7 separate regions of the Mus musculus genome follow, and regions 2, 3, 4, 5, 6 and 7 are each linked to region 1. The links are chromatin contacts, called in public Hi-C and promoter capture Hi-C maps. All regions are on one chromosome and are shown on one strand. Each heading gives the region's core, a stretch centred on a gene start, on an enhancer-like site or on the middle of the called end of the contact. The rest is flanking DNA. Distances are from core to core; before and after follow the strand shown.

Evidence for each region. Promoter capture Hi-C pulls out the DNA fragments that hold promoters and counts their contacts. A called contact is a pair of places that touch in the nucleus more often than the background predicts.
Region 2: a promoter capture Hi-C map of pre-B cells shows a contact between it and region 1, with 2.5 times the contacts expected there. The contact joins the promoter of Rnf169 here to the promoter of Anapc15 in region 1. A contact is called at or near these places in 1 of 39 promoter capture datasets (pre-B cells) and 1 of 9 other capture datasets (liver).
Region 3: a Hi-C map of B cells shows a contact between it and region 1, with 6 read pairs. The contact joins the promoter of Pold3 here to the promoter of Anapc15 in region 1. A contact is called at or near these places in 2 of 39 promoter capture datasets (erythroid cells and liver) and 1 of 484 Hi-C or Micro-C datasets (B cells).
Region 4: a promoter capture Hi-C map of pre-B cells shows a contact between it and region 1, with 4 times the contacts expected there. The contact joins the promoter of C2cd3 here to the promoter of Anapc15 in region 1. A contact is called at or near these places in 6 of 39 promoter capture datasets (the C10 cell line, embryonic stem cells, liver and 2 more), 6 of 484 Hi-C or Micro-C datasets (B cells, CD4 T cells, liver and 2 more) and 2 of 9 other capture datasets (adipose tissue and liver).
Region 5: a promoter capture Hi-C map of pre-B cells shows a contact between it and region 1, with 3 times the contacts expected there. The contact joins the promoter of Coa4 here to the promoter of Anapc15 in region 1. A contact is called at or near these places in 2 of 39 promoter capture datasets (liver and pre-B cells), 1 of 484 Hi-C or Micro-C datasets (B cells) and 1 of 115 datasets of contacts at active chromatin or transcription factors (embryonic stem cells).
Region 6: a Hi-C map of B cells shows a contact between it and region 1, with 10 read pairs. The contact joins the promoter of Rab6a here to the promoter of Anapc15 in region 1. A contact is called at or near these places in 1 of 484 Hi-C or Micro-C datasets (B cells), 2 of 115 datasets of contacts at active chromatin or transcription factors (astrocytes and large pre-B cells) and 2 of 9 other capture datasets (adipose tissue and liver).
Region 7: a Hi-C map of CD4 T cells shows a contact between it and region 1, with 8 times the contacts expected there. The contact joins the promoter of Fam168a here to the promoter of Anapc15 in region 1.

What each region holds. Positions count from the first base shown.
Region 1 is chr7:101,894,244-101,898,211 of GRCm38.p6, forward strand. It overlaps Anapc15 (anaphase promoting complex C subunit 15), which reads left to right and starts at 2,088. Exons shown (of 6, transcript NM_027532.4): 1 at 2,088-2,207; 2 at 3,490-3,574; 3 at 3,699-3,828. The coding sequence starts at 3,552.
Region 2 is chr7:99,978,248-99,982,215 of GRCm38.p6, forward strand. Rnf169 (ring finger protein 169) reads right to left here and starts at 2,211. Exons shown (of 6, transcript NM_175388.3): 1 at 1,725-2,211. The coding sequence starts at 2,187.
Region 3 is chr7:100,119,317-100,123,284 of GRCm38.p6, forward strand. It overlaps Pold3 (polymerase (DNA-directed), delta 3, accessory subunit), which reads right to left and starts at 2,184. Exons shown (of 12, transcript NM_133692.2): 1 at 2,048-2,184; 2 at 358-413. The coding sequence starts at 2,107.
Region 4 is chr7:100,370,553-100,374,520 of GRCm38.p6, forward strand. It overlaps C2cd3 (C2 calcium-dependent domain containing 3), which reads left to right and starts at 1,681. Exons shown (of 33, transcript NM_001017985.3): 1 at 1,681-1,944; 2 at 3,712-3,968. The coding sequence starts at 1,890. It overlaps Ppme1 (protein phosphatase methylesterase 1), which reads right to left and starts at 1,344. Exons shown (of 14, transcript NM_028292.2): 1 at 1,171-1,344. The coding sequence starts at 1,271.
Region 5 is chr7:100,535,418-100,539,385 of GRCm38.p6, forward strand. Coa4 (cytochrome c oxidase assembly factor 4) reads left to right here and starts at 1,683. Exons shown (of 2, transcript NM_183270.2): 1 at 1,683-1,775; 2 at 3,655-3,968. The coding sequence starts at 3,665. The coding sequence ends at 3,928. Gm39058 (a long non-coding RNA gene) reads right to left here and starts at 1,702. Exons shown (of 2, transcript XR_869836.2): 1 at 1,387-1,702; 2 at 174-294.
Region 6 is chr7:100,605,633-100,609,600 of GRCm38.p6, forward strand. It overlaps Rab6a (RAB6A, member RAS oncogene family), which reads left to right and starts at 1,954. Exons shown (of 8, transcript NM_024287.4): 1 at 1,954-2,661. The coding sequence starts at 2,592. It also overlaps a transcript of Mrpl48 not described here.
Region 7 is chr7:100,704,835-100,708,802 of GRCm38.p6, forward strand. Fam168a (family with sequence similarity 168, member A) reads left to right here and starts at 1,801. Exons shown (of 9, transcript NM_001362169.1): 1 at 1,801-2,059.

The sequences.
Region 1 (3,968 bases), core at 838-3,337:
CCACAGGAGGGTCTATTTGTTCACTGATGTATATTCACTGCTCAGAAGTGATGCACATATATTTGGTTTTGTGGGTTCATTTATTTTCTATTTTGGGACAGGGTCTCTTTATGTAGCCTTGCTGGCCTATAATTCACAGATATTCTCTTACCTCTGCCTTCTAAATGCTGGGGGTTGGGCGTGGGGGCGGGGCATGTGCCGCTTCACCTTCCAAGATGCCATACTTGCAAACCCCAGGAAAAGATTCTTACAATATTTCTGTGTTTTTAAAGAAACCAACATTGTCACTACATCTAGTTAACAATTTTTTTCTGATGCACATTTATTTGGTGTGCAAGGCAGCAGAGAACTGCTACAGTGTGCACATGCAGGTCACAAGACAACTTGTGAGAGGCAGCTTTCTCTTTCTACCATGTGGGTCCAGGGATTGAAGTTGGGTCCTTGGTTTGTTAGCAAGTGCCTCTACCCACTGAACTATCTCACTGTCCGTTATTTTTATTTTTAAAATTTGCACCTGTTTTTGTGAGAGACAGGGGCTTATACATTTCAGGCTGGCATTGAGCTTGCTACATAGCCCAGTCTAATCTTGAACTTCACATCCTCTTGTCTCAGGTCCCTGAGTGCTACAATTTTAATAAGCAGAGCTTGCTAACGTTTGAAAACGTTTGAAGCTGAAGCTGACCTCTTGGGCCATACAATCAGATTTGATAGGAAGCACATACGGAACCTCTTGAACAGTTCTATCTCATCACTCTTCACCAGAGCCAAGAACAGGAGGAAAACCAGGCAGATTATCATGCTAGTTACAGAAGAAACAGCGTAGACAAAGAATGTACAGGCCTGGGGAGATACCTTAGGGGTTAAAGTGCTTGTTGTAAAAGAAGCCAGGATTGGTGTTTGGGTCCTCAGAACCCACATGATTGCTGGATGGTTATGGCAACCAGCCTGTAATTTCTGTAAAGACAGAGAATTCTCAGAGAACCTGGATAGTCAGACCAGCGATAGCAGGGACTTGTGGTATTGAATAAGAATAAGATAGAAGAGCAATTGAGGAAAATTCCCAGCATCACTCTTGGGCCTACACATACATACACATGCATACACACACACACACACACACACACACACACACACACGATGTTCAAACACACATATACATAAGATAAAATTTTAAATAGATAAAAAAGAGGCCAGCGTGGTGTTACACAGCTTTAATACCAACAGGAAGACTTCGAAGCCAACCTGGTCTAGATAGTGAATTTCAGGCCAGTTAGGAATACGCAATGAAACCTTGTCTCAAAAAAGAAAAGTAAATATTATGAATATGATGTAGTTCCATGACAGAGGCTTGTCTAGCATGTTCAAGGTATCCTCTCAGAAAGAAAAGAATGGATGCCGGGCAGTGCTGGCGAATGCCTTTCATCCCAGCATTTGGGAGGCAGAGAGGCAGAGGCAGAGGCAGAGGCAGAGGCAGAGGCAGAGGCAGAGGCAGGTGGATTTCTGAGTTCCCTGTCTCGAGAAACCAAAATTAAAAAAGAAGAAAAGAGGGGCTGGTGAGATGGTTCAGCGCTTAAAAGCATTGACTTCTCTTCCAAAAGTCCCGAGTTCAAATCCCAGCAACATGGTGGCTCACAACCATCCGTAACGAGATTTGATGCCCTCTTCTGGTGCGTCTGAAAAACAATTACAGTGTACTTACATATAATAAATAGATCTTGGAGGAGTTGGAGGAGGAGGAGGAGGAGGAGGAGGAGGAGGAGGAGGAGGAGGAGAAGGGTTCAAACAGAAAACCGAGTCTGAGAGAACAGAAGGGAAGAAACAGATGTTTCTTGGAACGCAGCAGCACACACGGCATCCACACAAGCGAACATTTCTGGAAACCATACTATTTCGAGGAGATTAACACGCAAACACCGCCGAGTGGCAGGAGGGCGGGACTAGTCGAACGCAGGCGAGGGGCTAGCCTGGAGAAACCCTGCCGCTGGAGATTCAAGGAGGAGCTGACAGGTAGGCGGGGCAAGCGAGGGTCCTCCCCCAACTAGTACGTAACTAAAGTACATCAACATCACTTCCGGCTCGGTGTTGAAGCGGGAAACAAAAGGAGACGCAAGACGCATGCGTTAGTGAGTCCCGGATTCTGGTGGGTTCTTCCGCTCAGACCTGGGGAAACGCTTCCGGGTCGCCGCCGGCTGCCGGCTCTTGGCGCGGTAAGTGCGGAAACGAGACTGCTGCCGTTTCCTTGCTTGTTCTTTCTTCCGGCTTCCAGAGAAACCCAGTTCCTTTGACTCGCTTCCCTAGCAGTTCATTTTCCCCATTTTTACTCTTAAAGACATCCTGCTCACTGGCCGTTTCCTAGAGTCTAAGCCCCACCCATCGCACATGGTCCGTCATGCATTGGTTTCACTTCCTGTCACCCAGCATTTCTTGCAGTTAATTGGCTTCGGCCAGGCCGCGCGCATTTTGCGATTAGCATCCCTATAAGGTCAAAATCCTGACGGAGACCCGCCCCTGCCTCCTTCCTGTTGGTCAATCTCGCAGTCATTATCATAATGAGCAAAGAATGGGCGGTGGTGGGTAGAATTTTAGTATATAAAATCTGTCAGTGCTTTCGGGATCGTGGTGGACGCGCCTTTTTTTTTTTCCCCCATCACACGGACCTGGGGGGGCTTTGGTCTAGGGAATGACAGCGTCTAGTTCTGCGTGGGTCAAATTAAGTTGGAACAAAAGCTAGAGTAGGGCCGGGTGTGGGGGCTGGTATACGCCTTTAATCCCAGCATCCGGGGGCTGAGGCATGCGGAGCTCTGTGAGTTTGGGACTAGCCTGGTCTATATAGAGAATTCCACGACAGTCAGGGCTAAATATTGTAACCCTGTTTCATTTACTAAAAATAGGGGGAAACACCAAGGTAGACACCAACTCTATTTTTTCCTGTGCCCTTCCTACAGTGCTGGGCCAGGATCCCTGCCTTGCGTAGGATTTAAGCCCCCATCGAGTGTGTGGCCAAAGTCAAGCTCTACATGTCACTGGGTTTGTGAGCCAGGGCGTTTTAGTTCAGCTTCTTGGTGACCTTCCTGGTCAGCAGCTTCAGCCCACAGAGTTGATTTTGTTCTCTTCCATGTTAGTTCATTCTTCATTTGTTTGTTATTTACTCATCCCTCTGAGAATTTCTTTTATCCTTGGTTGTGTGTACTGCAGTTTGACTGGTTGGTGAGAGAGGTGGTTCATGTCCACACCATTTTGCACTGGTTGGATGTGACATGAATCAAAAGAGCAAAAAATAAGTTTTGTGGTGCGTGTGTGTGTGTGTATTTAAAATGAATTTTACTAGATCTCTGCTATTGCTAATCTTGTGCATAATCACAATGCCACATTCCATCTCTGGCTCCCAGTCTCTTCTCTCTTTAAGCAACATACAGCTTTACTCATTATTTTCTTTGTTTGTCGTAATAACTGAGGATGATATAATTTTAATTATCCCCATTCTTACAGATGAGGAAACTGAGGCCCAGAGAGGTTAAGTGTATTGGCCAAAATCAAAGAGCTAGTAAGTGATGGAGCCAGGACTCAAACTCAGGTCTGTCTGATTTCAAGAGGGCAGGGCAGCTTCTCTGCTACCCACCCAATCCACCCTATCCCTAAATCAAATTTCAACTGCATCAAAACAAAACAAAACATATTCACGTGACCCTTTCCCTCAGCTTAGGAGCCATGTCCACCTTGTTCCCGTCACTCTTCCCTCGTGTGACTGAGACACTGTGGTTTAATCTGGACCGACCCTGTGTGGAGGAGACAGAGCTGCAGCAGCAGGAGCAGCAGCATCAGGCCTGGGTGAGTGAGGACCCAGTGCAGCATGGAGGTCTACCACCGGGCCGTGAGCTTGCCTTACGCTGGAGACCTGCTTAGAAAAAGGTTCCTCTGTGGGGAATAGTCAAGCTGAGTTTTGGGGGATAAAGTTCTTATTTTGTGGC
Region 2 (3,968 bases), core at 961-3,460, 1.9 Mb before region 1:
TCCAGAGTCCACTTCCCAAATACTGAGATTCCAAGTTTGCATCACCATGACTGGCTCGGCAGTATTTTCTATTCTTCTAAAATTATTTAGCTGGACAAACATATGATTGCAATGATCCAAAAAGTAAATTTAGGGAAAATACTTTTCATTATGACCCACATATAACTGAAAGATACTAAGTAACTTAACAAGTCCTATGGATTCTCATTTTAGGTAAATGTCCTTAATCACTAATAGCCTATCCTTTATTTAAACAAATTTCTTTTAGTGGGAAAAGTTTACACAAATCAATAAGCAATGCATTCTTTCATAATTCAAATTTCAAGGTGGATGTTTCATAACAGCTCCAAGAGATATATAAAGAGAACTGCTATTCTATTTGACCATATAGTCAATGTAGTAGGGAGACCAGAGAAATTGCTTATATTTATAATCTCAGAAATTAAAGCAAGCTAAATTGAGAAAATCATATGGAATTGTACTTTCATCATAAGACAAGTTAGTTAATCTCTTTGGGCCTCAGTTTCACCTATAAAATAGAAATAAAGGTACAACCAAGAGCACTGTGATGGTTTTGGAAGGGATAACAAGAAACGCAGAAAGTAAAATGCAGAGCATCTCAGCCCTTAGACTGAAAAACAAGGTGTCTTTGGCAGGTGTCTCTGCTTGAACCAAAAATAGATGCATTCTGGACTCTACAGTTTCTAGGAACTGCACTTTCATATACACACAAAGCAATGCCTTCCTTCTGCTGAAAACGACGTAAGGCAGAATTCCTAACATAAAAGGGCTAGCAAATGGCTTTTCCTGATTCACGGTTCTTGAAAATCTCAGCTGTAGGTATGTTGCTTAGGCTTGCACCAAAGAAGCCTAGGTCTCGGTTCATGTTACAAACGGAATTTTCTATCTCAGACTTCAGCACCAACAAGTGATGGGCTGCCGACGGTGAGAAAGGCAAAGGAGTTCAGGCCAAGAGTCCTACAACAGACCTTTAAGTTGCCAGCATCATAGATGAAACTTACATAGAAAGACAGAAAACAGCCCCCAGCCAAACCAATCTTTGTCTCCAAAACTTAAATCCCACCCAGCTTTCTTCATCAAGCACCACTAACGTTTATGATTAGTATTATCACCAAAATAGATGGCATTTATCTCATCCTGTGTGGCAAGCTCTGCGCTAAGCATGCATATATATATATATTTTTTTTTTTTTTTTCCCAAGATAGCATGAGAAAGAACTTCACACGAGAGCTCATCCTCAAAACCCACTCTGCTCTCAAGTCTGCAAAGCTCCCCCTGAGCCTGGGATATCCCACACCTCATTCTCTCCAGCCCTGGAAGACACATCCCTCCTAGACCGCGCGACCCCAAGCCCTCTGCCCAACACTGAAACAAGCGCTGCTGGGATCCTCCAGGGCCCCTCCCCCTCCACGCACCAACTTCAACATGCCCCTAACTTGTTCCAGGAATTGTTTCCTTCCAAACTTCTGACTTACGCAAGGCGCGGGGTCCCCTCACTGCCCCTCCAAATTCAACACGCGTACAGTTCGCTCCAAAGTTCAACCTTCACCAACACATACTGCGCCTGGGCAGAACCCGGTCGCGACCCCAGCAGAACTCTCCACACCCGCGGCAGCAGAGCCCGGGACCCTCCACCCCGCTCACCAGGCCAGACCCGGCGGCTGGGCCTGGCTGAAGCCCACAGGGGCGAGGGGAGGCTCCACCTGGCTCCGCGAGCGGCTCCGGCTCCGGCCTGGGCCCCGAGGCAGCCGCGCCCCCGTCCCGGCGCGGGCGGCAGGGTTCTGGCTGTCCACGACGGGCGCGCTCGCCCATCAGCTCCGCGGCGGCCTGGCCGTCGTCGCGCGCCCGACGGCGGGCCCAGCCCGAACCGCGGGGACGGCAGCGACGGCAGCCCGGGCCCGCCGCGCGCGAGGCGCAGCCTCGGCACCGCGAGTGGCTGCACGGCAGGGCCGCCACTTCCCCCGGGGTCTCCAGGCACCCGGTGCAGCCCGACTCCTCCGGCCGTGGCGCTGACCGCAACACTAACAACGCGGGGCTGGAGGCCGGGCCCGGAGCCCCGGCTTTCGCTGCCGCCATCTCGTCACAGCGGCCCCTCCGGCCCCGCCGACTCAGAGCTGCCGCGGCCGCAGCGGAAGAAGCCCGAGTGCTCGGACCTGCCGCCGCCATCTTGTTTCCCGTTTGAAGGGAGAGTCGGTTGCGGTGGGAGAGGAGTAGAGGGCGGGGCAGTGCGCGGCGGACAGCTATCTGCATATTCATGAGGGGGCGGGAACCTAGTCCGCCTGGGGATATTTCTCCTAGGGCCTTTCGCTTAGCAGGAGGAGACTGCTTATTAATATTTAATGATTATTCTTTATATATCTGGTCTTTCAGCCCGCCCTCCTGTTTTTGTAGTTTCTAGCACTGAATCTTGAGAGACTGAAAGAATTTATTTGGAATTTTTGAGCGACCCTGAACTTTATAAAATGAACTATAAATATGAGCTATCCAGAAACTTGTCGAAGTACTTCATTTGGTAAGGGCTTTCTCCTCGGGGCCATAGCAGCTTGTTGTGATTAGCATGAGGCCTATCATGACCAAAAGTCTTGAGTGATTGTTGAAATAACAACCTGACCAGCCCTCATTTCAGCCCCTCTCTCTCCACATCCCTTTATGAAGTCCCCTCCCTTGGCTGGGGCAAAAAAAAAAAGCATACTTTATTACACAAACCCTGCTCCTCAGATTACTTCTGTGTTTGATACTTAAATGTAGATACTCTTGTGTAAGCTTGTGCCTTTTCTTTTCTCAGTCTATATGACTCCCTGGTCTCCTCTTTTCTTCCCCATGAAAGCCCACACTAATATCTGCAGTTCAGAGTTATTGAATTTATCATTATGGATATCTGCATGCTCCGTGCACAAACCTAATGTCTCCATCCTTTCAAAACAGCCCTTATTTCCCACATTCTATTCACAGAACCATCTCAAGGGTCCTCACGCTCCCAGCCCAGGCATCTTTAACTTATAGTCTTGTCATTTTCTGGCCAAAATGGCTCTATTTCCAGCCTGTTCCCACCCACTTCTTCATTCCATAAGCCCACTGCATGATTTCTTTCTCCTCATCTCTTCACCTAGCTGGCAGCTGTGACTTCTGCAAACTGACCTGCCATCACACAACCCCTCTTCCTATAAGCTTTGTCCCATGGATCTTAGAGTTCATTCCTACCGGCCAGCTCTGACCACATCATTCCTGTTTAAGCCAGGGAGAGGTGTTGAGACTTTGCTGTGATTTTCCTTTCTGGATACAGAGGATTTAGGAAAAAGAATGGCTCCCCCTGATGGAAAGATGACTGTACTACAACAAGTCTCGGGGTGTTGCCTATTTATTTATTTATTTGTTTGTTTGTTTGTTTATTATTTTTACCTTAAGGTGCATTTGGACCAAGATGTTATCTTTATGGAAAATCACAGGCTTTGTAAAGACATTATTTTTAAGCAACTGTATGTAGAAGAAAGCATCTAGAAGCTCCAGGTTGTCATGAGAGTGTCCACAGTTGGTGGTAACCGATTCAAAGCAGAGTGATTAATCCAAGTTGGGGTGGGGGGGACTGGAGCCTTAGGATGAGAACCTGGAAGTAAAGGACAGACAGCAACTGACAAAGGGTCAGTGAGTAACTAAACATCATGTCCAGAGAGTCAGAGGCCCAGCCTAAGGCCCAGACAGCCAGAATACTGCCAGACACAGAAGTGAGTTCTTGGATGGGCTGTCCTTTATCCGGGCACTTGCTCACTTCCTACCCAGGGACATTTTACCTGGTTCTGACAAGGAAGGCTTGTGGTACAGAGAGTATGCTAGCTAGTTTTCTGTCAACCTGACACAAGCTAGAGTCATCTGATAGGAGGGAGCCTTGGTTGAGACAGTGCCTCTATAAGATCAGGCTCTAGGCAAACCTGTAGAGCATTTTCTCAAGC
Region 3 (3,968 bases), core at 934-3,433, 1.8 Mb before region 1:
AAAAGACAGACAAAAGTAGTCAAAAGGCAGAGAAAGTAATATTCTTTCCTATTGACCCAGGTAGAAAGTCAGTTCTAACCTAAGAGTTAGTTCTATGAGAATTAAAACAAAGTGAACGTTTTCTTTAAGGGGCTGGCCACTGGGAGTCTGACCATGTCCCATGACTATACAGGCAACTCAGATTGGACTCATTTGTGTGTGTGTTGGACCTGGAAGGACTGGGAAATGAGTGTGAGTGGGGTGCATGATGTGAAAATTCCAAATAAACAATAAAAAGATGATGCTGAAAATAATAAATAAAAACAAAGTGAAAGAAAAATTCCAATATTATTAAAATTAGCAGTCAAATGAACTTACTGTTTGGCCTGGTTAACATGAACCCCTAGTGTATAGCTTAGCCACTTGTAAGTCACCTGAAACAAAAAACAATTTTTAAGGTTTTATTAGCTGATTCCAGAGTACAGATAAGTGCCAAGAGCCTGTTCCTAGGGACTCTTATTCTCGGATGGCTGTGTCCTGTAAACTACAGCAGATACCAACAAGAAAAAAACCATATGACAAGTAAGGCCAGGGTACTTACCTTACAAACACTAAGATGCTTCACAGACTGATCAATGCAAAAGAATCTACAAAGGTGGGTCAGAGAGATGGGCAGTGGGGAAAGGCACTTGCTACCACACCCTTAAGAACCTGGGTTTGGCCGGGCGGTGGTGGCACACGCCTTTAATCCCAGCATTTAGGAGGCTGAGGCAGGAGGATTTCTGAGTTCAAGGCCAGCCTGGTCTACAGAGTGAGTTCCCAGGACAGCCAAGGTTATACAGAGAAACCATGTCTCGAAAAACAAACAAACAAAAAGAGCCTGGGTTTGATTTGTTGGATTCGTACGGTGGAATGAGAGAACTGGTCCTCTGACATCCATAATTGTGACATAGCACAATTATGTGTGTGTGTGTGTGTGTGCGCGCGCGCACGCGCATGACACTAAACATAATAAGAAAAGTCTTAAGAGTCTACAAAGCCAAGCCAAAGATTATTTAGCTCAAACTCCTTGTCTTACTTAAAAGCTCTCTGACCCTCTTGTCTTTAAGAAGCTACCTAAAACTATCCTAAAATTTATCTAAAACCTAGCATTACTTGAAAGCACATAACCCAGGAACTTCTCAGTAAATTTGCAACTATTCAAATGTTAAGAGGAACAGGTGGTGTGGGAATCAAAAAAAAAAAAAAAGAGAGAGAGAAAAATGGATAAATGTAGTATGGGGTAATTTCAAGAACTAGGGGCATCGAGCCTCCATCCTTCCCTGACCCGGTATGTCTGTTGTTTCTTCCAAAGCTAAACGATGCACTCCCAATAAGAGGACTAATAAAGATTGGTCAGAGGCAGAGTGGCAGACAGAGGCAGAGGGGAAAGAGACAGACCTGGGATTCAAGAATTTATCTATCCAGCCCTAATGGCCCTTGACGCGTTTATACACGTCATTTGACCCTTGGCTAAATCCCACTTCTAGGGATAACACAAAAGCCTGGAGGACCCGGGAGGTGTGAGTCGGTGTACCAAACTGTGTCCATGGGCTCACAGCAGCAAAGGTCCATCACACCCAAGTCTCTTCATTTTTACGCTAGCCCGAGGAGGTGGGTCAAGCTGCTTTCAATATTTAAATTTCCAGGAAGAGGAAACTGTCTCTGGTGGGTAAAGCACCAGGCAGTCGCCTATGAAAGTCGGCCAGTCTCAACTGTCTTGAGGGGCCACCACCCGACAGAGCAGGGAAAGGAAGCCTCACGAACCCCGCTGGCTTCCCAGGCTCCACGCCCCCGGACCTCACAATCCCGCCCAAGGCCCCGGGGCTTGGGCGCGCGCCAGAAGCTCTGCCCGCAGGGCGTGTCTCCCTACGCGGGTTTCGCGGTGACCAGTGGCCACCTCAGCCGGTCCCCGAGAAGCCACAGGCACCGGGGGTCGCGACCCCTCGCCGACCGGGCAGGCCCAGTCCCCCGCACACCCGCCTCGCACGGCCCCGCCTTCCCCACCCCCGTGGTCCTAGCTCCTCACGATCTTGTTCTGGTCCGTGACGAACTCGTCTATGTTTTCTAGATACAGCTGTTCCGCCATGGTGGTGCGGCTTCGAGCCCCGCGCTCAACCCGCCCCAGCCGTAGCTCCCGCCGGCGGGAAACAGCTTCGCTCACTCTCGGGTCACAGGTCGTCTCCCAGGGCAACCAAGGCGCCGCGCTACGGCGGCGGGTGAGGGCCAAACTAGTGAGAGGCCAGCCAGGGCTGATGTAGGGGGAAGTTGGAGCGAGACCGACCGGAAGTGAGGCGCGAGCCCGTGGTTGTCGGTGTGCACCTGAGAACGTTGCGATTTCTCTGCTACCACAAGTAGACTGACTCATAACCTTATATTTCACCGCTGGGGGCGGGGGAGTGCTGTGGCCAAGAGTACACATGGAGCCTACATTGTAAAGGAGAGGGAGGAGGGGGAAGAGGGGGAGGAGGGGTGGCTTAAAAGAGTTGGTGTCAGGCGTGGTGGTGCAAAAGCAAGCAGATCTTTGTGAGCTGAAGACCACCCTGTTCTACCCATGGAGCTCCAACCTAGCCAGAGCTACCAAGTAAGAGTCACTAGATTAGGGACATGATCTTTGGGTCAACCAGGAGTTTCCCGGAAGATGTGAAAAGACTGGGGAAAAGAGCAGACGAGAAATCAAATCATTCTATTTGGCTGGAGTTATAAGTGAGACGATACACATAAAACCTTCAAGCTGTGCTCACCACGATCACACTAATAATAGCTGGTAACTGTGTTGTTACACGACAAACATATTGAGCAAGTGCTTTGAAAATGAAATTTCATTTAGTCTCATAGAAACCCAGCAAATGCATTGTGTGGTTTTCATAGAGAATCATAACAGATGCCTGTAAATAAACCCAAGATCATGTCAAAGAGATTACAGTTGTGTCTACAAATACACTGAAAGGTTTTAGGGTCAAAAACAAATCAGAGAAGAGTATCCCTTGGAATTTTCCCTCCCACGAATTAAGAGATGAAGAAAGTCTTTTAGTTTCATGTATATTCCCCAGATATATCACAATTACTTACTTACTGAGTAACTAGCATGTGGTGGGCATCTCTAGCAGTGACCCTAATCCTCAAGTAGTCTTGTTAGATTTTATTATCCCTTTATACACACACACACATACAAAAGATGAGGTCCCATCATTTCAAACCACCTTCATGTTGTTCATGGGAAGAGTGACTAGGAAACAACTGCAAGGACTTTGAGACAGGGTTTGTGTAAACAAAAACTATTTTAAGTATGATCTTGGGGCCAATGAGATAGCTCAGTGGGTAAAGTGCTTGCAGCACAGACCTGATGACCTGAGTTCAGTCCCAGGGAGCCACATAAAGATGGCAGGAGAGAACTGATTCCTTGGAGTCATCCTTTGGTCTCCACACACCATGGTACATGCAGGCCCATGTATATGCACAAAATAATTAATAAATAAAAATTCAAACTTACTGTATTCATAATGTCAGAACACCCACGTGTAATAGACTCTCAGCAAATGAATTTTGCTTGAAGTTTGGTTACAATGAAGGCATTGAGAGCTAAGTGAAAATACTGCTGAGAAAGAAGTAGAGCTCTGATGTGCCCACTGTGACTTACCATCACTGAATGGGCAGGGGCCATGTTAGACTTTGTATTTAAATATTCTCGTGTAATCTCGTCAACAATCTAGGATGTAAATATTACCTGTATACTAATATATAGATGTCAGATAACTTGAGTCTTTATCTCAGTTTTATAGAAACTGTCCAGAGTTAGGTAGTTTGCTCCAAGCCACATACATAGCAAGTATGTTTCCGTCCAGGTATGCTAAAATAATCGCCCACCGTCTCAAAGCTGGGCTTGCTTTGGTGGTAGCATTGGGCTGCCTTTTGTTCTCATCTTGGTTTTTTTGAGGTTTGGGTTTTTT
Region 4 (3,968 bases), core at 431-2,930, 1.5 Mb before region 1:
CCAAATAGCCCAATGACTATCCAGTTCTCTCTGCCTTCCAGCAGCTCTTACTAGGATGTTCAACTATCACGATTTCTCCAGCAGGCAAGCATCCTATAACTATAAATGACACAGCCTGTCAGGGATCTAAATTTCTAAAGTTTCTTTCATTAGCTCAGCTTTTATATTGGGAGTGTAGCTCAGTGATGTGGCATTTATCTAGTTCTGGGTTCCAGCCTCAACACCACAAAAATTAATAAATGTTTCTAACCCACACACATAAGCACACACACACACTCAAGCCCTACTCCCTTTCCAGCAAACCATTTACTCCCATTTTATTGTTAAGTGGTTACTCCCAGTGCTTCACTAAGTCTAATTCTTAGACCAATAGATAGTTTCCCTCAGGTCCCATTTGCTTGGCAAAACAAAACAATTGACAAAATCTTCTTTGGTTTTCAGATTTTACCTCTCCAGTGCTTCCATTTAACAAATCCTACTCGAAATTATTTCTCAGTCTCTGGGATATCAGTGGTCACTGTTCCAAACTCAGCTGTCTTCCTCATCACACCCCCCCTATTTCCCTAGCCTCTGGGCTCACTCCCTTGATAACAGTCCCCTAGCCATGTTCTCTGTCTTTCCTTAGGCCTATTCTCCAAGTTTTCTGATTCACCCCCTCATTCTCTGAACTTGACTCTTACACTTCTGGAAACTTTCTCTAGAACCTTCTACTCCCTAGTCTTTGCCTCAGATGTTTTCTATAACCCTCAGGTAAAAACCTTCTTACTCCTGGCTCACTTACTTGATTCCCCAAACCCGTCAACTTTTCTCTCAGTCATTCCCTATTCCCCTCAACGATGCCAGATTTCTCCTCATCTCACTGATTCACTCTTTCTCCCAGACTCATCACTTCTAGAGTTGATTCCCGTCATCCCTTAGATTATCCTTTCATTTTCTCAACCTTGTCCTTATTCCCCTTCTCCAACAATGTTATCAGTCCTCCAGTGGACTACTCCCTTAGCGCCTCACCTAGTCCCCAAATCTACCTTCTACTCTATCTAAACACCTCCAGGCCAAGGCCAGCATTTCCTCCAATTCACAGCGTCCCTTCCCGTGGCACTCTGAATGCCCAGACACCAATCTCCAATGGCCTGGGCCTGGTCTCCTGGGAGAGTGGTACAAGTCACGTACCCCATCCGCATCTTGGCTCCGCTCTGACTGCCCCCGCTGCCGGGTAGAGGAGGGCGAGAAGGTAGGCGGCCGAGGTGCATGCTTTTTTCAAGGGCCGACATCAAAGGGAGGCCGCACGTCGACAACAGTGGCCCAAGGTCCGTCCCACGATACGTGCAGTACAACCGGTCACAGCTCTCTCCTCTAACGACGCCCAGTCGCCTTTGGACAGCAACCAGCCACCGGCAGCGCCGCCTACCGCCCACTGGCTCAGTAAGCCCCGCCCCCTCGCCGCAGCGCTTCCACCGGAAGTGCGCAACAGCCTTCGCACAAAGGAAACTGGGTAACGGAGTCTGCGGATCTCTCAGACTCCTATCAGAGAACTCGACAACCCTAGCAGGAAGAGACCTCTTGAAGGCAATGCATGCTGGACAATGAAGTCCTCAAATAGTGTATCAATTTGCGCTTGCGCAGATGCAGGTGCCCTGGTCCAACTTGGCCAAGGTAGGGAAGCAAAGCATCATGGGTGTTGTAGTCCATTTGCAGGGGCTCTAATTGGCGCCTTCTTTTGGCACCGCTTTCCGGGAACTGTTGGTGAAAGAGTGTTTCTTCCTGCGTCCCAGGCTTCCCAGCGGCGCCCGTTGCCGGGGAACGCAGGCGCCGTGGGAAGGGATGGCGGGAGCGTACAGCTTAGGAGCTGGCACCTGCGTTGAATTTGTGACGAAGGGCCCAGGCTCGGGATGAAACAACGGAAAGGCCAAGGGCCTGGGGGCGGCCGTGGGCGCAAAAAGAGAGGTAACTTTATTTCTTTAAGGTTGAGAAAAGCATAAAAGGGCTAAAGAATTCTAAGGAGACTTCCACCCGCTCCGGTTAAACAAAACAAAACAAAACAAAAGAGGACGGAAGAGAGACTAACTAGGGAACCAGAAAGTTAAGAGAATTTTTTTTTTTTTTAAAGAATGGAAAGGAAGTAGCGCCTGAGGGTCGATAAATGAGGCAAGTGAGGATTAATAGATACGGATAGGAGAACAACAAAATTAAACGTGCTCTTTTTACGACAGGGATACACGTATGTGTGTTAGAGGTATTCGGAGTAGGGGGAAGGGACATAACTCTGTCCGGAAAAACCTTAGATGGTGAAAGGGTGTGTGATAGAGGACATCGTGAAACCTGTAACCCAAGCTTACTCAAAAAGCAAATAAAACCACTTATATATATATATACCCTTCTACTTCTCTGATTTTTTCCTTGGGAAGCGATTGCGCTTCATAAGAATATACTGAGATCTCATCAGGAATCAATACAAGGAGTTTTTTCAACTAAAACAGTTTGTGTCCTGTAGCATGAAGAAAAAGATCTACCATAAAGCGCAGGGATAATTCGTTGAAATGGAAACATATGTGCATATATGGACTGCTCCTCACTTAGAATGACTTGAATCCAACTTAAATCCTCTTAGTTATCCAGCTCCTATAAGGGGGCCCTATGAACCCCAGGCTGGCCTTGAACTTGATCCGCCTGCAGAAAAACTCTTGGTTTTTTTTGTTTTGTTTGTTTGTTTGTTTGTTTTGTTTTTAAGTCTTCTCTAAATCTTTCAGAAAAGGTACTGACTGAAAGGAAAGCCAGAGTTGTAACTGATCGCTTCATTTACATATTATTCATCACCTTTCTGAACTCTAGTAAGATTTGACGTTAACATTTTGAACCCAGAACCAAAGGTAGCAGCAAACCTAAAAATGTTAGTCTCTGTCCTTGACTGTATGGTCTTGACAGCAAAGACAATTTAAGAGTGAGATAAAGAGCCTGCTGTGGTGGGCTAGCCTTTAAGCCCAGTACTTGGGAGGCAGAGGCAGGCAGATCTTTGTGAGTTCAAGGCCAGCCTGGTCTACAAATCAAATCTAGGCCAGCCAGAGCGGGTTACACTGAGGATCCCTGTCTCAAAACAAACAAACAGAACAAAAAAAGAGTGAGGTTAAGAATAATGTATCTTCTCCATTATTTTATTTATTCATTTTACATCCCAGTTGCTGCCCCCTCTACCGACCTCACAGAGTCCCTCTCCCACGATAACGTATCTTAACTGTGGTCAACTATGGATTTACAACAGTATTAAACAAAACTTCCAACTACGGAGATTTTAAAATCTGTCCACTGGTTTTATTGTCTTTATGCTTTTCAAATAATATCTTTCAATTAAAGAAAAGTTTGGATTAACATAAGTGACCAGGTAGGTTATTTTATGGCCTGTTTTTCTAGTTACTTCTCAGTTCTGTTAGGAAAAGCCTTCTCTGTCGACACTGAGTTTTATTTTTCATTCAAAGAATATATAGGGTATATAGACCTTATCCCAGCTCTCAGGAGGAAGAGGCAGGTGGATCTCTGCGAGTTTGAGGCCAGGCAGTTTTAAGTAAGTGAATTCCAGACAAGCCAGGATTACCTAGTAAGATGTCTAAAAAAAAGAAAAAAAAAAAAAAAGAAAGAAAGAAAAAGAAAAAAAAAGCAGAAAATTCTGTTTTCCATAGTTGGACCAGATTTTGACTGAGTGTGTTGTATTCCTCGTAGGTTTGAGTGACATTTCACCGTCTACAAGCCTGCCACCTCTGGTTGAAGGGCAGTTACGCTGCTTTCTCAAACTCACTATTAATAAGGTTGTATGGAAGATTGCGAAGCCTCCTACTTCTGTACTTGTCCGAGTAAGGTGGTGGGGAGAAACATCCGATGGAACCCTCTTTTGTCCCAGAGATGCATTACAGACTGAGCCAAAAGCTGTGAGAACAACTACCCGTTACGGGATTCGCTGTGGTCCAAAGCAGTTTACC
Region 5 (3,968 bases), core at 433-2,932, 1.4 Mb before region 1:
GATACACTTATGTAATTGACCCATAGGAACACCACCACCACCACCACCACACACACACACACACACACACCCCACATACCTATATTGGAAGTCAGTTGAAACTGAGGAAAGCAAACTGACTTTGGAGGAAATACAATGAAAGACTGACTATAAATCAAACCACAAAGCCAGGCTGTGGTGGCACATGCCTTTAATCCCAGCACTTGGTAGACAGTGGAAGGAAGATCTTGGAGACTGAGTTCAGCCTAGTCTATAGATCAAGTTCCAGGATAGCCAGGGCTACACAGAGAAATCCTGTTTCAAAAAAAAGTTTTAGAGGTGAAGTTCATTATATGTAGAGAAAGTTGCTAAAGTAATTTTATCTTGTTTACTGGTTATAAAGTAGAATTTTATCTTCTCTGATGACAGGTGAAAATCACCAGACATAGATATATGATAAATACACATATATGGTAAATACATATATAAGTACATATATGCTTGATGATCTATATGTATTTATCATAAATATGTGTGATGATCTTCACTTATCATAGTAAAGAACTAAGCTTCAAGGTTGGTCCCGGTGGCACACACTTGTCATTGCAACACTCGGAGAGCTAAGGCAGGAAAGCCACAAGCTTGAGGCCAGCCTGAACTACATATTCAAGGCTAGCTACTACACACAGTAGCTACTGCTACATAGTGAGACCCTATCCCCCCAAATACAAATAAAATACCCAAAACAAAACCAAAAATAGATACAAAACATAATAATGGTATGTGAAATGACAGATAATCAATAAAATGAGCTTTTCTCACAGAATTTAGGAAGGTTGATTGTGTGTGTGTGTGTGAGAGAGAGAGAGAGAGAGAGAGAGAGAGAGAGAATTCAATGGTCAGGAATGACACAGAATGCCATTCAGAGGTAAAAGAGGATTAGAGTTGTCTGGATATGGCTAGGTGCAATAACTCACTTTCCACCCTGAAGCCTAGAGAGATGGAAAGTTAAGAAAAGGGTCTCCAGGGAGCTTGTGTGCACTGTCAATGAAAGTGGGGAAGAGAAGGCAGGCAGAGTGAGGAAAGATCAATCCCTTGGCCCCTGCAAGATGGTTCCTGAGTAAAGTTGCCAGCCACCATACAACCTGAGTTCAAGACCAGGACCCACATGTTAGGACAGAATCAATTCTTGCTGTTCTCTGCTCTCCACACGTGTACCTCAACGCCACACATAAATACACAAATGTAAATAGAAAATGCCTCTTCCTTTCACTTCAGCAATTAGGGCATTCTAGATCCTAGTTATGGCATGGGACACACTGTGCATACATGTTTCTTTGTTTTACTTGGGAATGAAAAATGTCCCATTTGAAATTCCTTTTCTGGATCCTGTGCCCTTCAGCTTACTTGGCAACCCATGCGGTAACACTTCAGACATGGGTCCAGTCAGAGCTCTTGCTGATGAAAAGGCATAATGGCTACCCGCCTCCTCCGTCACTCTCAGGTGGCCTGGAGTCACCTGAGGGTGTGTACACAGTCTCTCAGAACGATCCAAGGTGCCTTCCCTAGGATCCGGTCTCCATTGGTCCGCTCCTTCCGCCCTTTCCCGGAAGAGGCGGGCTGAAGGCGGGCTCTACACGGAGAGTTCACCAATGGGAATTGCAGAGGGCTCTGTTCTTCCGCGTGTGTGCTCCCGCTGGGTCGGCTTCCTGCGGAGAGAACAGGGGGCGTCCTTATTGCCTACGAATCCCCGCGTCTGGGGCGGAACGCGCTCGCACGCTCTTCTGCACCTGCGGGTGAGCACTGCGCACGCATCCCTACACCGGATGCACAGTGGGGACGGCGGGAGTGCTCCTGAAACTGGGAGAGGTGCTTCAGGGGACTTGGATGCCTGTATTTCTCTCCTTCCTCTTCCTTGTCATGCCTTACTAGAAGGCCTTGCCAAGCTGTCAGGCATCTAGCCTGCCCTTATTTCTAAGCATGGGTTGAACTCATTTTATTCAAGGAGTACCGAGGACAACATGTATTGGACATATACTGCAGTGCTATTTACAAAGTCTACCTAGTGAATCTTAAAGCGATTTTATTTTGTGTGTGTGTGTGTGTGTGTGTGTGTGTGTGTATGATTTGTTGACGGCCCTACCTAATAATACAGGTCTCCAGGCAAAGACATTTACCCTTTTATTGTGCCTCCGTAGCGGTGAGGTTTATATAGAGAAGTGCTTAAATCGTCTTGTGACCTACCCCTTTTCCTCATGATAATAGTCTTAAACTCCTAACATGGGCTGCAAAGCTTTGCTGATCAATCATTTACTTATTTCTGCCAATTTTCATTTCCTGCTCTTCTGGTTTCTCCAGTTACTGAAGTGTTTTACGAGGCTGAGAATCAAATTCAATTTACTTTTCCACGTTGGACATTTGTACTACTACCAAACTACATTTTCAGCCCAGTCATCGAACTTGTGATTCCTCTCATGTGTCTACCTCTAGCCAGAAATAGTTTTCCCATGTTTGGCTAACTCATTCATCCTTGAGTTTCATCCTGGAAGTCAGGTTCTCTAGAAAGTCTTGACAGATTAGACCTGCCTCGTTTTCCCAGCTGTCTGTACATACTGTTGTAAACTTCCAGTTTACTTGCCTAGATTGTAAACTCCATGAGGGCAGGAATTGTCTCTAGCTTGGTCTTGTTTGTATACTCTTTTTTTTTTTTTTAAAGATTTATTTATTTATTATATGTAAAGTACACTGTAGCTGTCTTCAGACGTACCAGAAGAGGGCATCGGATCTCATTACGGGTGGTTGTGAGCCACCATGTGGTTGCTGGGATTTGAACTTCCGATCTTCGGAAGAGCAGTCGGGTGCTCTTACCCACTGAGCCATCTCACCAGCCCTTGTATACTCTTAATATAGTAGCCAACACACAACACAGTAACCACCTATTAATGAATAAGACAGAAAAGAGGCATTTAGCGCCTTTATACCCCGTCGTAACAAACTTTTTGCAAAGGTTGAAGTTATCTCTATTGAAGCCTTTCCTGAGTTCTCTCTTGCTGCATTCTGTAGGGTTCTCTCTTGCTGCATTCTGTAGGGTTCTGAAACAGATGATCTTTGGGAAGCAGTCTGGGCAAATAAGCTCACATTTGGATATTGCTGACTAAACAGCCTCATACCACACAGACCCATCTTTTGCCTCAGCCTCCACGTGATTTATGCTACAGCTACACTGAGCTCCTCAGTTCCCCCCACCAGTCAAACCTGCATGTACTTGGGCTGTCTTCCAAGTGTTCAACCTTACTCTTCTGAAGAGAAGAAGAAAGGCTGTTTCTTTGCTTGGGTTTTTTTGTTTGCTTGTTTTGTTTTGAGGTAGATCAGAAATGACATCTCCAAAAAAGATGGCATGTTTTGTTTAACTTGCATTCCACTAGCAGACTCCATTGAGCTTAGATACTTTTATCTCAACTCATCAAACCATTTTGCAGGCCCTTTCTCTGTCAGGTCATGTGCTGGCGGCCCTATGCTAAATCAGGCCTAGCATCTGACAATAAAGAGCTTCGTCTCCTAAGGGAGACAGGCATATAAGTAAGGCCATGCAGTGCAGTTTAGACGTCACTGTTTATGAACAGGAAGAAATGTATAATCATACCGGTACTTTAACCTTGTCTGTTGATATTCTAGGTTCCTCAAGATGTCAACCTCAGTCCCACAAGGCCATAACTGGACTCGCCCGGTGAAGAAGGATGATGATGAGGAAGACCCGCTGGACCAGCTCATCACCCGGTCTGGCTGTGCAGCCTCCCACTTTGCAGTGCAAGAGTGCATGGCCCAACACCAGGACTGGCGCCAGTGCCAGCCGCAAGTGCAGGCCTTCAGGGATTGTATGAGTGCACAGCAGGCAAGACGGAGGGAGGAGCTGCAGAGGAGGAAAGAGCAAGCCAGTGCTCAACACTGAGACCTTATACCATCTCACACAGTGGGCCTGACGAAATCAG
Region 6 (3,968 bases), core at 704-3,203, 1.3 Mb before region 1:
TTTTTTAAAGATAGATTTATTTATTTATTTATTTATTTATTATATCTAAGTACACTGTAGCTGTCTTCAGTCACACCAGAAGAGGGTGTCAGATCTTATTAAGGATGGTTGTGAGCCACCATGTGGTTTCTGGGATTTGAACTCATAACCTTTGGAAAAGCAGTCAGTGCTCTTACCCGCTGAGCCATCTCTCCAGCCCTAAAAGGGTTTTAATATGTCTGAACAGAGATATCTTTTTAAGATATTGTCCCATGAAATGTTGAAGAATGGCAAAAAATTGTGCAGATGCCAAATTCTCTAATTCAATGGCACCTAACTTTTTTTTATTTTTCATATTCTATGAATAGACTTTATTTAGAACTCTTTTCCCTTCAGTGATGCAAGGTTTCATGCAGCCTAACTTTGATATGTAGCTCAGGCTGGCCTTAAATTTAGGATCCTCTAACCTGTATCTCTCAAGTGCTACGATTATGGGCATGCACCACCATGTCTGGCTCTAGAAGTTTCTTAGGTGTCCTAAAGAGTAGATTTTCTCTCTCTCTCTCTCTCTCTCTCTCTCTCTCTCTCTCTCTCTCTCTCTCTCTCTCTCTGCAGGACCTCACTCTGTATCTTAGGCTAAGCTGGAACTAACTCTATAGCCCAGGTTTGCCAAGCCCTGACAGCAATCCTCCGCCTTAGCTTCCTGGGGGTTGGGATTACAGATGTGAAGCACTAGATAGAAAATTACTAGATTTACAAAGGCCATTATAGAAGTTCCCATATACCACTCCAGACTCCTCTATTAACAGCTTACTTTAATAGGACTGATATGTTATAATAAATCAATCAGTACAAAATACTGTTATTAACTAAAATTCATGCTATACTCAAATTATTTTGTTTTTGTCTGATACTCTCTTTTTAGGGATCCCATTCAGATGAAAAGTTACATTTAATTATGTTATGTAACTGTCCACATTATGCTTAGTTCATGTTTTCTTATGGCATTCACCTTTATCTTATTGGATCTCAAATCTGGTTGACAATTGGAAATGCTTCAGATGGCAAATTTAAGGAAGCCCCACTCAAGCACATCCAGAAGTGCTGCTTTAAGGAGAAAGGATGATCTTTTAAATACTCCTTCTGCAGATTTGTGATTTTGTTGAGGCAGCCCTCTGGAATGTTGTGTGACCTTTTCCAAAGCTGCACCGCTAAGTGGGCAGTCATTTCATATCTGTAATATGTGGAGTTTGGCTTATATGATATCTAAACTCATTTCTAGCATGTAGACGATGGTTATCGTCTGATGTTATGGGCACCTAAAACAACGGCCACTCAACAGAAGATCACGCCAACAGACACTAGGGAATTTGATGGCTTAACGTAAGGAGGTAGCAGAGGTTCAAATAAAACCTTGACTCCATGACATGACTACGTGGATTTTGCAAGTCATTTCCTTCTGTTGGACTCCAATTTCCTCACCCACAAAATGGAGAGGACTTGTTTCTGGTAGTTATGAAACTCCACGGAGTAACGGTGGGAAATCTTATATACACGAAGATGCCGAGCAAGGAATTACGTTTTAGAAGGCTAGGGTAAACGGGTGAAGGGCTAAAGTGAGGAAGGAGAAGCGACGTTAAGGGTTTAGCACCTACAATACACCTTTGAGCGACCCAACCCCACCCACGCATTGCTGCGGTCATTCCACCTTGGTTCCGGCTCCGCCTCCGTCCCACCTTCTTTTCCCTCCTCCTTCCTCCAATCGCCTTGCGTCGCGCCACACTTCCTATGGCTGCCAGAACCCCACACCTTCCTCCGCGCGAGAGTCGCGCGCGCGCTCTCGCGTCGCCACCTCAGTTAGCAGCTGCCTGCCCTCCGCTTTTTCTGATTGGCTCGATTTGTCACTGACGTAAGCGCCCCCTTTTTTTTCTCCCCCCCTTGCTTACCCGGAACTCGGTCCCGCCTCCTCCCGGCTTCTCCAGACGCCAGTCGAAACCTGATCGGCCCCTTTCTCCACCGCACGGGAGGAGCCGGGATTGCTGGCGAAACCAGGAAAGCACTGGCGGCGACGCGCACGCACGCACTCACGCACGCACGTCCGAGGCCGGCAGGGCGGCAGGCTCGCGCCCGGACTCGCCCCGCATCCGCGCCAGAGGCTCGCGCACTCAGCGGGTTGTGCTGCGGTGGTGGCGGCGGCGGCTGCTGTGAGAGCCCGAGCACTGCGCGTGCCGAGACCCAGACGCGTCTGCGGCGCTCGCCTCGCCACCCTCCTCTCTCACCTCAGTCTCCGCGCCGCGTTCTGAGGGAAGGAACGGCGCTAGGCTAGCGAAGCCCGAGCGCACCGCTGGCTGCCTCCGACACCGCCCTGCGTCCCTTCGCGGCCGCGGGCCCGGCTCGGTGCTAGGCGACTCTGCGGGGAGGCGGCGGCGGCGGCTGCCGGTCGGTGGAGGCACTCTCCCTTCAGCCTCGCCCCTCTGCCCGGCCCTGCAGGGGCCGAGAGGACTCGGAGGCTGCCCCTTCAGCTCGGCCCTCTTCGTTAGCGGGTTGGAGCTGCAGCGGTCTGGAAGAGGTCTCTGGGCTGAGGCGGCGGCGGCGGCTCCTCCGGCTCCATCATGTCCGCGGGCGGAGACTTCGGGAATCCGCTGAGGAAATTCAAGCTGGTGTTCCTGGGAGAGCAGAGCGGTGAGTGCGCGACTCCCCCGCTCCTGGCAGCCGGCCGCGGCTTCCCCGCACCGCCCCCAGTGCAGCCCTTCTGGCCGCTGAGGCTCCCCGCCGGCCTCGCTCTTCCTAAAACCCCCACCCCAGCCTTTTCCCCGGGTCCCCCGACTCCTCTTGTCCCTGTCCCTGGCTCCTCCTCGCTAGGATCTATCAGGCTTGTAGCTTAGATCTCTGATCCTCGCCCGGACTCCGCCGCCTGCAGCCGGGCCCTCTCGGGCCGCTCTGTCCTCCTCAGTCCTCACCCCGCCCAGCCTCCTGTCCATCCCTTTCTTCCTTTGCTCTGCGTGGTCTCCACCACCCGGGCCGGCTTTATGGGGCCCCACCCTTATTCCTTGCTCTTTTTCCGGTTCCCATTGGAAGTGAGGTCCCACTCCGAGAAGCCCCCAACTCTGGAGAATGGGCCCCCTCTTCAACCTTGGATGAAGGAGGGTGGGATCTGGGCGTTGTTTTCCCCTGAGGCTTGGCTCGGAGTTGTACTAGTCTCTCGGAAGGTGAGAGAAGAGGTGGTCATGGAGAAAAACAATTCTTGCTCAGTTTACACCTAAATGAAGAATTAGTTAGGGTTAGTGAGCTAATATATTTTAACTGAAGGAGACTTGAAAAGAGGTGGCGTTGCCAGTGATGATTTTGGTCCCTTGGGTTGGGACTGGTTGGAAATCCTTATTTTTCTATTAATTTTCGTCATTGACAATTCTTTTGGCTATATTGATGCCTTTTCAGTCTCTGCCAGATGCTATGTCATGATCAGTTTACTTTGAATTTTTCTCATCTCACTTCCCTCTTTTCTCGTTTCAATATGAAATATTTAAGTATCTTCATGATGATACAAGCAAGGATTAACGGGTGAAATGTTAATTATTAATTTCTTCTTGAGAATTTTCCAGTTACATATTTAAGATGTATGTGAGAGGCTTAGAATAATGCATCTTTGTTTTGTAGGATTGCCTTTGGGTAATAGGGTAATAGATCCACCATCTAGCTCTCTAAATTAGATTAGAATACTATTTGAGTTAACTGATTTTTTTTTATGTATACCTAATATTTCATAGGGTCTTGTGAATGAAATTGTAATGTCATTTGTCTGGTCAAGGTTCTGCAGTCACTGTGCTTCCTAGTGGATACAAGGTTCTAATTTTGTAATGGTTGCCACGAAGATTACTTCTTCCAACAGCTTTATTCTATATCATTCAAACTGAACAGTAATTCAGAGATTATAATCTTCGCTTTTCCTCTACATTTTTCTTGACCATCATTGTAATTCAGACATTGGG
Region 7 (3,968 bases), core at 551-3,050, 1.2 Mb before region 1:
AGAGCAGAAAGAAGAGTGGTAGAATGAACATGGCCAACAGAATGGACTTGGCTATGAGGTGGGGCAGGGAAAGAAAGAGAAAGAGCTTACCAAGAAAGAGGGGCAAGAGAGAGGAGGCCAAGAGAGCCCAAATATTAGGGTTATAGGATAATGAGAAGCCGGGGGGGGGGGGGGAAGCCCATGAACTGAAGAAATTTAGGGTCATGTTAGAGCCAAGGAGTCTGTAACAGGTTCTTATGAAACTGAGGGATCACTAAGCGGTGCATGGAGGTCAGAATGCTCTTTGGTATGCTAATAGCCAGGCACCACAGGTCACTATTTGTCCTGAATTTCTTTTGGACCTGACACTTATCTTCCCTAAGATAAAACTGTAAATTACAGTAAACCCTTCCTTCCTTCCTTCCTTCCTTCCTTCCTTCCTTCCTTAAATTGCTCTTATCAAGTATTTTGTCTCAGCAACCAGAGAAGTAACTAATACAGTACACAACTACCATTATTTTAATAGTGGGATTTACAGAAAGGTAGACACACAGTCCTGAAACACTGTTTAGGTAAACAAGACCCAAGGAAAGTTTGTAGGTGGGAAATCAAGAGGTTGTTGTATTTGGAATATCTATAGCTGTATCTGTGTGTGTGCGTGCAAGCATGTGTGTGTGTGTGTGTGTGTGTGTGTGTGTGTGTATGCATATGAAATAACCTTTTATGTTTAAAAAACGGTGTGTGCTTCCTTAAACAATTCAGACAGTATAAAAGATAAGAGGAACCTGAAACCTAACAATTCTTTCTTTAAGATAATCACTGATAACATTTTGGAGAATCTCTTCACTGAAATCTTTACGCTTTTATATCCTCGAACTTCAAATAAATCGAACCTGTCTAATCTTGCTGTTTTTGCTATCAATTTGCCCCTCTGACAAGAAATTGTGAAAAGCCTTTCATGTCTAAAGATATTTACCATCATTTTAAATGGCTGCTTAGCATTACGTTGAATACATACATCACTATTTATTAAATCAGCCCTCTATTGATGAATATCTACATCCTTCTCAACTCATATTCAACAACCTCCTATAATAACCGTGGGCATTGTTTTCCAAAAATTTTTGATAATCTTTTTAGATTAAATACTTATAAGTAATGTAAATGTAAACAAATGTGCTTTTTACATGAGGATTTAAGTTGCAGACTTGTCCTCTGATTTTCAGGGATGCCAGGGAAGCTGATGCAGCATTAGTTCTGGCGAGACAGTGACAACGGAGATGGCGAGGAGAGTACAGAATTACAGGTGATGTAGCCAATCTAGGCCCAAGCTCAGTGGGTTGGAATAGTCCTTCCCCTTTTTCTCTCTTTCACTTCTTTTTTTCTTAACATGGAGGAAGGACTGAGAACTGCATGTCCCAGCATTTCGCAAGGACCACACTCCTGGGAACTGTAGTACCGGGTCTGAGAGGGGTCCGGAAGGAGAGAATGGGAAACTGTGTGCGGCATGCTGGGAGGTGTAGTCCCTTGGGCGGAAAAGAGTGCATGTGTAGGTTGTTTTGCTTCATGGAGATGAGGCTGCGGAAATATCCAACTTCCCTCCCAAGAGGCCTTTGAGTTTACAAAAGCCCGTGGGAGTCCATTGTCTGTGACCCAAGAGGGTGCGGTCCAGGACCGGAGCAGGGTTGGGAGAACCAGGCCGCGCAGGGCCGTGGCAGAGCATGCCGGGAGTTGTAGTTCAAGAGCTCGGAGGCTGTGGGACGTGTCGGGACAGCGCGCCGACTCCTCCTCCCCCGCCCTTCTCAGCGGTCCCCCGCCCCCTCCCTCCGCCTCCTCCTCTCTTGCCTGCAGCCGAGCGTCCCCTTCCCCCACTGTCGGGTTTCTCCGCGGCTACTGCAGAGGATTCAGATCTGAGTAGCTGAGGAGAAGGAGGAGGAGGCTCCCGTCCCTGCGCGCCATCCACCACCCTACTGGACACGGACGAGGGAACGAGAGCGTCGCCGCTGTAGCCTCCAGAGAAGACAAGGGCATCGCCGCTTCAGTTGCGGCCGCCGCGGTTTTCGTCTGCAGCAGCTCGCCGGTGAGGAGACCCCCCCTCCGCCCCCCGGCCCGCTCCCGTGGAGCCAGGGCTGGTGGCGCCGGGGAGAACGAGGGTGGGGGCTGTAGGGCCCCCGCGCCGGCTTGGGGGAGGGGACCGAGGTGGCGATGGAACGGCGGGCTGGTGGGGGAGACTTGTCCGTACGCGGGCTGGGAGTGGGGTGAGGGTGGGACAGCAGCAGGTCAGGGAGGGTAGCGGAGGGGGGTGAGGGGGTAGGACTTTACATGGAGGGATAACCAGACCAGGGATAGGAGCATGGGGTGTGTAGGGTATTGAGGTGGAATTTGGGATTGTCTTGGGGCGAGGTGGAAGGTGAGATTGGAGTGGGATGTCTTTTAATGGGGGATGGGACTGAATGAAGGTGATGATTTGGGGTTGGCCTGAAGCAGTTGACAGCTTGTGATCAGAGCGGGGTGGGGGCTAAGGAGATGATTTCAATGCCAGTGGGATATAAACGTTGGATGGGACTCTAGGGAGTGCTAATTTTGGAAGGTGGGACTTGGGGTGGACCTGGGGAAGGAAGATGGAGATGGTAGGAGCTGGGGGTGAGGGCTTTGGCATGGGTTGAGACCCCAGCTTGAAATGGGCTGTTGTCTTCTGGGGATGATGGAATTTGTGAATACTTACGGAAATAGGGCTTGGAGAGAACAGAAGAGGTAGGAATTGTTTGGGGTTTTCTTGAGGTAGGCTGCTGCTGGAGGTTTGAATTTGGACTGGTAGTGATGAGACCTCCAACTACAGGAGATGGATGGATGAGGTAAGCTGACAGGAGGGAGTGAATTGTAAGTTGGGCCCCAAATAGGAAGACAGGGATTGAAATTGGGGATGAGGGCTCAGTGGAAAAGGATTTAGGATGAGTTTAGAGTCTCTGGAAGGAACAAGGTGGCTCCCCTGAGCGGAAGTTGGAGGTAGAGGATATGTCAGACTACTCAGCTGGACTCAACTAAAATAATTCTGGCAGGTGTCGAGCAAGGTTAGTGGATGGTATCATAAAGAAAATGTCTCTCTGCCAGTTTTGCAGAAGAAATGTCTGTGATAAGCTGGTTACCTGTGGTGAGGTGGCAGCGGGGATGGAGTGGGTCAGTTTATTTAGGAAAGGAAGGATTAAGATGTCCTCCAAGACACACCAGAGGTTTAGGGGTTAGAACATTTACATCAGCTGCTTGGGTGAGAGACAGTAATAACAAGACCATTAGAAGGGTCTTCACAGGGGACAGAGAAGGTACATTAAAGATTCTCCTAGAGGATATCTCATGCTATCAATTTGACCTTTTTGTTTTACGTTGGAATTGTCTGGAAATAGCAGCCCCAAGGGTAAAGTTATGAGAGAGCCATTTAAGGTAGAATTAAGGGAGAGTGGGGAGTCTTGCAGTTCCTATGTCAAAAAGGGAAAGTTGGGGGCTCTCAAAGCAAAGGTGGGAGAAGGTGAAACTGTCTCTGCTTTCTCCTTTCCCCCTCCCCCTGGTAAACTGAAACTAGTCCCGGAATTTGGAATTTAAATAGACTTTGATGAACTTGAGGTTGTTAAGGGTGCATTCTTGCTTGAGAACTGATTAATGAGACTGAAAAATAGGAAGACTGAATTTATTTTCTAGGCAGGCAAGGTGCATGTATGCAGAAAGAGGTTAGCAAGCCCCACCTCCCCCCAATAAAATTGATTGCTTGAAGTCTCCATTTATTGGTGTCCTGGTTTGCAAGGCAATTAGGCCCATCATTGTATTGCAGGCTAATAATCCTGAGATGAGTCTTGGCACCATCACTTTATGTAAACAGAGAGAAGACAGGAAATATAGAAATGTAATAAATATTCATTCTTTGGTGAGATGGTTTGGTACTGATGGAATTTTTCATTCGATTCTCTTGACATGATAAGCTTTTAAATAATTGGGCT